Linked DNA regions of Ovis aries: regions 1 and 3 are each linked to region 2. The links are chromatin contacts, called in public Hi-C maps. All regions are on one chromosome and are shown on one strand. The core of a region is the stretch at or near the end of the contact, and the rest is flanking DNA. Distances in the headings are between cores, read along the strand shown.

The links. A called contact is a pair of places that touch in the nucleus more often than the background predicts.
Region 1: a Hi-C map of tail adipose tissue shows a contact between it and region 2, with 7 times the contacts expected there. The contact joins two enhancer-like sites. A contact is called at or near these places in 8 of 16 Hi-C or Micro-C datasets (blood, hypothalamus, liver and 3 more).
Region 3: a Hi-C map of tail adipose tissue shows a contact between it and region 2, with 4 times the contacts expected there. The contact joins two enhancer-like sites. A contact is called at or near these places in 3 of 16 Hi-C or Micro-C datasets (skin fibroblasts and tail adipose tissue).

Annotation. Positions count from the first base shown.
Region 1 is chr4:53,648,278-53,650,977 of ARS-UI_Ramb_v3.0, forward strand. The region is part of intron 2 of TFEC (transcription factor EC); the gene reads left to right. Among named protein-coding and RNA genes, the nearest start is that of TES, 67 kb to the right of the region's middle. Within about 2 kb of position 1,449, at least 8 of the 54 cell types and tissues checked have an H3K27ac peak or open chromatin away from gene starts, as enhancers often do. A contact at or near this core is called in tail adipose tissue, where this site is marked.
Region 2 is chr4:53,078,342-53,081,041 of ARS-UI_Ramb_v3.0, forward strand. No RefSeq gene overlaps it. Among named protein-coding and RNA genes, the nearest start is that of CAPZA2, 55 kb to the left of the region's middle. Within about 2 kb of position 1,405, at least 5 of the 54 cell types and tissues checked have an H3K27ac peak or open chromatin away from gene starts, as enhancers often do. A contact at or near this core is called in tail adipose tissue, where this site is marked.
Region 3 is chr4:53,751,123-53,753,822 of ARS-UI_Ramb_v3.0, forward strand. All of the region lies in intron 3 of TFEC (transcription factor EC), which reads left to right. Among named protein-coding and RNA genes, the nearest start is that of TES, 36 kb to the left of the region's middle. Within about 2 kb of position 1,294, at least 17 of the 54 cell types and tissues checked have an H3K27ac peak or open chromatin away from gene starts, as enhancers often do. A contact at or near this core is called in tail adipose tissue, where this site is marked.

The sequences.
Region 1 (2,700 bases), core at 199-2,698, 570 kb after region 2:
CTGCATCTCCTGCTACCCTTGCATTGCAGGCAGATTTTTACCACTGAGCCACCAGGGGAAGCCCATACCTTTAAGTATGTGGACCTTTGTCAGCAAAGTGATGGCTCTGCTTTTTACTATGCTCTCTAGGTTTATCATTGCTTTTCTTCCAAGGAGTAAGTGTCTTTTAATCTCATAGCTGCAGCTACCATCCACAGTGATTTTAGAGCCCAAGAAAATAAAATCTGCCACTGTTTCTACTTTTCCCCCATCTATTTGCCATGAAATGATGGGACCAGATGCCATTCAAATGTTTTTTGAATGTTGTTTTAAGCCAGCTTTTCACTTTCCTCTTTCGCCCTAATCGAGAGGCTGTTTAGTTCCTCTTCATTTTCTGCTATTAGGGTGATATCATTTCCATGTCTGAGTTTGTTCTCTCTCCCAGTGATCTTGATTCCAGCTTGTAATTCATCCAGCCTGGCATTTCACATGATGTACTCTGCATATAAGTTAAAAAAAAGAGAGTGACAATATACAGCCTTGACGTACTCCTTTACCAATTTTGAAGTTACTGTTCTTGGTGACTTCAATATATTTGTAGATGTCCAACCCACACTCAGGCCTGTTATTTCCTAGACTCCTCAAATCCAACAATCTTTCCTCTGTTCTATTCAGTGTAACTGTGAGAGAGAGGATCAGTGGGACTTAGCCAGGTCTCTAGACTCCTAACTCCAGCCCTCCTTTGAACTATGCCATGATGCTTTCAAAGTTAGTCACTACTTGAGAATGTCAATTCAAATGTTTCTGCATTCAATGGCGGGCTCTAGTAAAGATACTTGGGTACAAGTTGTTTGTGTTATTGTTTGAAGGTCAAGATATCCTGGGGAAAAGTATCACTGAAGAAAAATCAATAGTCTCCTTTAAAAATGTCAGCATAAAATGCCATTCAAAACAATATGAAAGGTTAATGATGTCTTGAGGGTTTCAAAATACATTATCAGATTAAATAGAAGCTACAATGACATGTTGTCAGCCCATGAAGAGGCAAAATACTTAGTTAAAGCTATTTAAACATCTAGTAAATACATGAAAAAAACTCTCATTAATCAAGCAAGAATGTGTTTTAGGTTGTTTGCTCAAAACACACGCATGTACCCCAGTGAGTCCTTTCATGTATATGAATATCTAGTTCAACGTTAAGAGTTCTCACTGAGCACTCAAATTGGGAGAAGTCAGGGCGGGGCAGGACGTATCTAACGAGAATGTGTGGTAAAGTGCTATTTTATGGAGGCACTGATAGAGTCATAAGTTTTCTGAGGAATTAAGTGAACAGCCAGAAGACAAGTTCAGATGTGCCAGGGCATCTTAAGACAAAGGCTTAATGCTCATCTTGGGCTGTGGTGTCTCTTTGGTAACCATGGTGACGTTGGATGAGCTTAAACACTGCGTGTTGAAAATTCCTTAAGAATGAGTCAGTAATGAATCTCTTGACTTCGGTGAAACTGGGCTGAAATACTTCAAAGTCAGATTTGGAAATCTGTGCTTGAAGACTTCAGAGTCACAGAAGCTTCAGCTAGAGTTGATTAAAGGAAAAACAACCTTCAGCCCCTCATTTAAAAAAGAAAAAAATTAAATAAAAAGGACACCATACTGTAAAGTATGATGACTAGTTTCTTGAGCAACTTGTATTTCTTAAAGGGACTGGATAACAAAAATGCACTGATTTCTTAAAATTACAACTGTATTCAAAAGTTAAGAGCAAAATCCTTCTGTTTAGAGATGAATACATGTGTGCTCAGTCGTGTCCAACCCTTGGAAACAATCTGGACTGCAGCCCGCCAGGCTCCTCTGTCCATGGGATTCTCCAGGCAAGATTATGGGAGTGGGTTGCCATTTCCTACTCCAGGGAATCTTCTCAACCCAGGGATCAAACTTGCATCTCCCGCATTGGTAGGAGGATTCTTTACCACTGAGCCACCTGGGAAGCCCTTAAAAGATGAATAGGATATGCAAATTCTGTGGATGAGTTCATGATTAGTCATTCTAATATGTCTGATTCTTCCAATAAGGATGCTAAATGTATTACTTCAATATACTCCACCAACTGATGTGTCAAAATCTTCTTTCGAACTTCCTGGGTCTCAGGAAAGAAATATCTCCCTTCTCTTTCTGCATCTAACATTGCTGTTCTCAAGTACTCACTGCTGAACAGGTGAATAAGAGGGGAAAGGCATTTATTTTCTTACTGTCTGTGGTACCTTTATTGTGTGGTTCATATTCCAGTATCCTGTCCCTCCTATCTAGTCCCTCTCAGGCTAAGGGTCTCTCAACTGCTAATTATCAATACACAGACATGTTAGTCAAATGCCTGCTATACTGAGTACAAAAAGGGGATAAGCTATATATTTGAAAAATATAACTTAAATGGGATTTGGATGATAGAAATTTCCATTTATTGACCCCATAGGCAGTTAAGTAGGCCAAAAGGTTATTCTTCATATCTATTTTTGAAGGAAAAAATGTACACATTCAGATAGAAATATTACTTTCTTATCTTTTCCCCATTGCAAGGGGAGGATTTAATGCTGGCACCTGTATCAAGTAAGCCATTATTTAGAATTGAAGTCAGTGCAGAAAATAAAGTGATGACTATATAAAGTGGGGTGACCATATCCTAAGTGCTAGAGGAAAAGAAAATCTTATAAATCTAGTAACCATCTT
Region 2 (2,700 bases), core at 155-2,654:
TTATGTAATAAATGTTGAATAACAACAAATTAAAACAAATGTTTTTCTTTAGCAGTGGCCAACTTACACATTCACTGTCCCAAAGCCCACTGAGGAAACATTGATAAGATGCCTGGAGGGACCCATCGTTGAAGCTGTCTATTTTGTTTAGAAATCAAACTTCTGACTTTGGTTGCAAGAGCAAAAAGCTCCAAATGAATTAAAACTCCCAGTCTACAAATAATCATAGCAAACTCAGAGTCTGCTTGCAAATTTTATAAATATACACTGAAACAGGATCACATACCTTCTTAATTGAGCATGATTCAATTATTTGTTAGTCTCTCAATTCATAAATGTTATGATAATCAAATTTCACTATAAAGTGAAGCTAGCACTGTAAAATCTCAGCCTCAGCTATAATAAATGTAATTGCCCTTTTTCCACTGATTTACCGGTATTCTTTAAAATTTGTGTTTGATGTCATCTAAGCCATATCTGCTATTGTCACAACTGCCTATAGGTTTCAAATTAGTAAAGGCTTTGAAATATGACCCTGCTCAGCAGAAAGGAATCTGCAGCACTTGGCATAAAGATTATAATCTTTGGCCTTTCTGTGGCAAGATTTACAACTGTGACCTTGGGCTCTATTTCACTTGGAGTGTAGTCACTTAAAGTTTCCAGTGATGATTGCTTTGAGTTACTAGGTCAGTGTGAATTGCCTAATATAATGTCAGATTCGTGCTTCCCAAGGGCTGGGCAGTATTAGGGACACGAAACAAAGTGAATTTTAATGTCTGCAAAAGGCAGTGCTCTGATATATGAGCCACCTCAGTAACAATGAATTTCCATGGCAGGAGATTTTACCACCAGTTCTTAACCTCTTCCATACTATTCATCCTTTAATTCATGAAATATTATGAGTTCACTTTTAATTAGGTGAAATAGTCTGAAACTAGTTAAAGATAAATGGTCTTAAACTAGTCTGAAACTGGTTAAAGAGATAAAGAGTGAAAATCTAGCTCTATCTTAGGGCAAACTTTTTCCTAGAAAGATAAAACGAGAGCATTGTATGAGGGATGATACAAAGCTGCAAACAGTGCCCTCCGGTTCTATTAACACACTACTCCCTGGAAGCTGAACTGAGGCCTTTGTCGAGATGAAATTCCAAAATGAGTATTTGTTTAAAATTGAGAACTATATTCAGACGACAAGCAGTAAAGGCAGTGGAAGAATTTGCTCTTTTAATAGTCAGACATTTGTTGATGTTTGGCAGAAACCAACACAATATTGTAAAGCAATTATCCTTCAATTAAAAAAAAGTCAGATGTTGCCTAGCTTCTAACAGGAAGAAGCTGCACACAGTATCTGAAACCAGACCTTTCTTTGATTCACTGTATTTAAATATATTGTGAACACTAGATGGCACTCTAGGGTCGCTTTTCATCTTCCACTAACAGGAAGGTGCTTCAACATTAATTCTCGCCTTTAAATAGAGCAAACATGCTATTTAAACAAAGGTCCCTCTAGTTGCTCTGTAGTTCTGTTTTTATATTTATAGTCATGTAATCAATATGTTGGAAGAGTAATTAATTTTTAACCTCAGTCCATGGGGAGATCAAATGTTAGTGGAGTTAATGGATTGAACAGGCTTCATTATTCTAAAGTAACACTAATGATAAGGCAGGGAAGAAAGCAGAGGGTTGTAAACAATTGTGCCATCAAACACCATCATAAAGCAACCGTGCAATGTGATCATGGGCTGCTGACCTGTTGTCACTCTCCTTCAGTACAGCTGTAGCTTCTGCTTTAGTTAACTAGACAAAATGGAGTCTCTTAACGGAGTGTTTGAAACATTTCCTTTTCGAGTCAACGGTGTTGGAATTATCATTCCAAGTAACAGTCCTGATTTTGTTGCCCCTCTGTTTTGAAAGCCTTTTGTCACTTCCCATTTCTTAACATCTTAAGGTGACATTAAAGGCCTTTGATGATTTGAGTCCTCCCTGGAGGAGGCACCTTAGCTTCATGAGAGTCACGTGAGTCTTCATTCACAACACGTTTGCAGTCCGATCTGCCTGCCTGTGTACCGTGTTCTTCCAAGAGAGAGAACCACCGAGTGCAGCATCTGCAGCTTCTATATTGCATCGTATCTATGGGCATGGAAGGTTCTGGATGGGCTCATTCCCAGGACACGAGTTGGGGGAGGGGGCATGGCCGGAGGCGAGGGGCCGGAAGCCAAAAAGGACAAAGGATGCCCCACTCCTCTTTATCCTGATTGTATCCTCCCATCACCCAACCCCATCTTGCAATTTCCAAACACCTCCCAGAATCATGAGAGAATAAGAAAGTTCCTTATGTTGAAGGCAGGGAGGCTCACAGTAGATCACACATCAAGGCTTATTATTAATGGACATAGTACTATGTCTTTTACAAATACTATTATGTTCAAATTAATCTCTCTTGTTCCTTAACCATTCTTATACTTTACTGACATGACTGTCTCCATTTGAAATATCCTTTTCTTGTCCATCCACCTGGCCCCAATTCATATGTATCTTCTTTTACTAAATCTTTAAAGCCTTCTAGAATAATGAATCTCATTATGTGCTGAACTCCCAGATTTCTTAATTTATATGCCTATTATAGTAACCTATTGCCGTTAGGATTTCTGTCCTTATTTTTCTTTTCTAATAAAATTGTAAATTAGGATTTACAATTGAG
Region 3 (2,700 bases), core at 44-2,543, 670 kb after region 2:
GGACAACAGAGGATGAGATGGCTGGATGGCATCACTGACTTGATGGATGTGAGTCTGGGCGAACTCCGGGAGTTCGTGATGGATAGGGAGGCCTGGCGTGCTGTGGTTCACAGGGTCGCAAAGAGTTGGGCATGACTGAGTGACTGAACTGAACTAGCAACTAAACAGCAACAATAGTACTTTACTTATAAACACATTAGTGACATATAAAGATGGAATTTTGACCACAGAAGATGGATTATCTTTCAAACCTCAAATTATCCTTATACTGTAACAGTTTTACATTTAATAGTAGTATGTGGCAGTTTTCTAATAGAGAGGTGTACTGACTAGGCATATAATAGATTTTAACTGAGCTATTTTTATTCATGATATTTTAAAATGATAAATATTTATACCCAAAGGCATCTAAAATAAAATTCTAGTCATTTCTATAAACCTAATTTGTTCAAAAAATTTTTGTGTATATTGGCATATAGGTTATTTTCTGGGAAAGTGAATTTATGAGTAGCCTTCTAACCAGTGTCAATTAGTCTGTTGATGCAGACCATCACAAGAGCTTCTAAATACACTCTGAGTAGATTCACATGGCCTTAAAAAGAAATTTGGAGGATATCAGCAAAATGGCAGAGCTGTAGCTCCAAGTTCCTATCTCTCTGCAGAAACACGGAAAAGAAGCAGAAACTGGCAGAATCAACTTTGTTAGAATTCTGGAAAACACTCAAAGGTTTACAGCAGCCAGGTGGATGCTGAATCAAAAACAGAAGGCGACTTAACAATGATAGGAAAGCGCTGTGGCATTTTTACTTCCTCTTGCCCAAACCCCTCCCCAGCTTTGTAGTGCTCTTGAAGATGGCAGCCCACCTACCCAGTGTAAGAGTGCGACTCCCTGGTGCATAGGGAGCAGAGCAGATCTAACTGACAAAATATTATGTTTGTTTAGTCTAAGCTCTCTGGGAGCTGCGTGAGACACTAGCAAGGTTTCTGCTTTGCCTAACTTGGAGCTCACTCAGGGTAGGAAACTGGCCAGCATTACCCTGAAACATTGTAAGGTGACAAACAAACCATAGCTACCTGGGGCTAAACATTTTGGCTGAGATGCAACAGACTGTCCCAAGGCTGGAAAGAAAAGCTGGGAATAATTTTTTTTTTTGAGAAACCAGAGCTTGGAAAAGCATCCACATATATTTGGGAATTTAGAAACCCAAATATTTGTCCAAGGAAGGTCAGATACTCAGAAAAGACCATAGAATGCTCTAAGCTTTTACCTCTGGCTGACCTCTAGTCTCAGTGCAAGAAGGAAGTGAAGTCTAATTCAGAGTTGTAAACAGCCTGGCTAAGTGTTGAGGGAGTGACTCATCACAGAGTCAATCTCTAAAAATTGGGAGGGTTTTGTGTGTGTGTGTGTGTGTGTGTGTGTGTGTGTGTGTGTGTTAGCTCCTAGTGAACAAGGAAATTGCTGTCAAAATACTAGCTGAACACAAGATAAAAGAACAAAGACTTAAGTCTCAACACATTGAAATGGTATTATTTATATTCATTTGGAATCATAAGGGGCCCTGAATAGCCAAAACAATCTCAAAAAAGAGAGTAAAGTTGAACAACTCACATTTCCCAATTTTAAAACTTCAACAGAGCTATAGCAATCAAAACAGTGTGGTATTAGCATAAGCCTAGAAGTATAGACAGATGGAGTAGAATTGAGTGTTTAAAAATTAAACCCATACATCTATGGCCAATAGATTTTCAACAATGTGCCAAAGCTCAGTGGGTGAAGACTCATCTTTTTAATATATGATGTCTGCATATCCACATTCATAAAATGAAGTTGGATTCCTACCTTGCACTATAAATACAAATTAATTCAACATGGATCAGTGACCTAAATATAAGAACTAAAAATCATAAAACTATGAGAGGAAAACATAGGGATAAATTTTTTTGACTTTGGACTTATCAATGGATTCTTAGGTATGACACCAAAAGAAAGAGTAAGAGAAGAAAAAAATAGGTAAATTGGAATCATCTCAATTAAAAACTTTTGTGTGTCAAAGGGTATTATTCAAAGAAATGAAGATATAATCCACAGAATGAGAGAAAATATTTGCGAATAATATATTTGACAAGGGACTAGTATCCAGAATATATAAAGAACTGTTGCAACTCCAGAATAAAAAGACAAATTAAAAATTAAGAAATTAAAAAATAAGAATTAAAAAATAAGAAATGGATATAAATAGATTCTCCAAAGAAGATATACAGATGGCCAAAAAGCACATGAAAAATGCTCAACATCATTAGTCATCAGGGGAATATAAACCAAAACCACAATGAGGTTCTACTTCACATCTCCTGGGGCTATCATAATAACAATAAATGGAAACTAAGTGTTGGCAAGGAAGAACTGGAACTTTCCTGCGTCGCTGGCAGGAATGCAAAATGGTTCCGCCATTATGGAAACCAGTTTGGAAATTCTCAAAAAGTTAAACATAGGCTTACCTTATGACCCAGCAATTGAACTCCTAGGTATACACCTAAAAACAAAAACAAAAACACAGAATATAGGTACTAAAATAAGTTCTTGGATACATATGCTCATAGCAGCACTATTTGTAGTAGTCAAAAGGTGGAGACAGTCCAAATATTCATCAACAGATAAGTGGATAAACAAATTATGATTAAAAAAATATATTTCAAGAA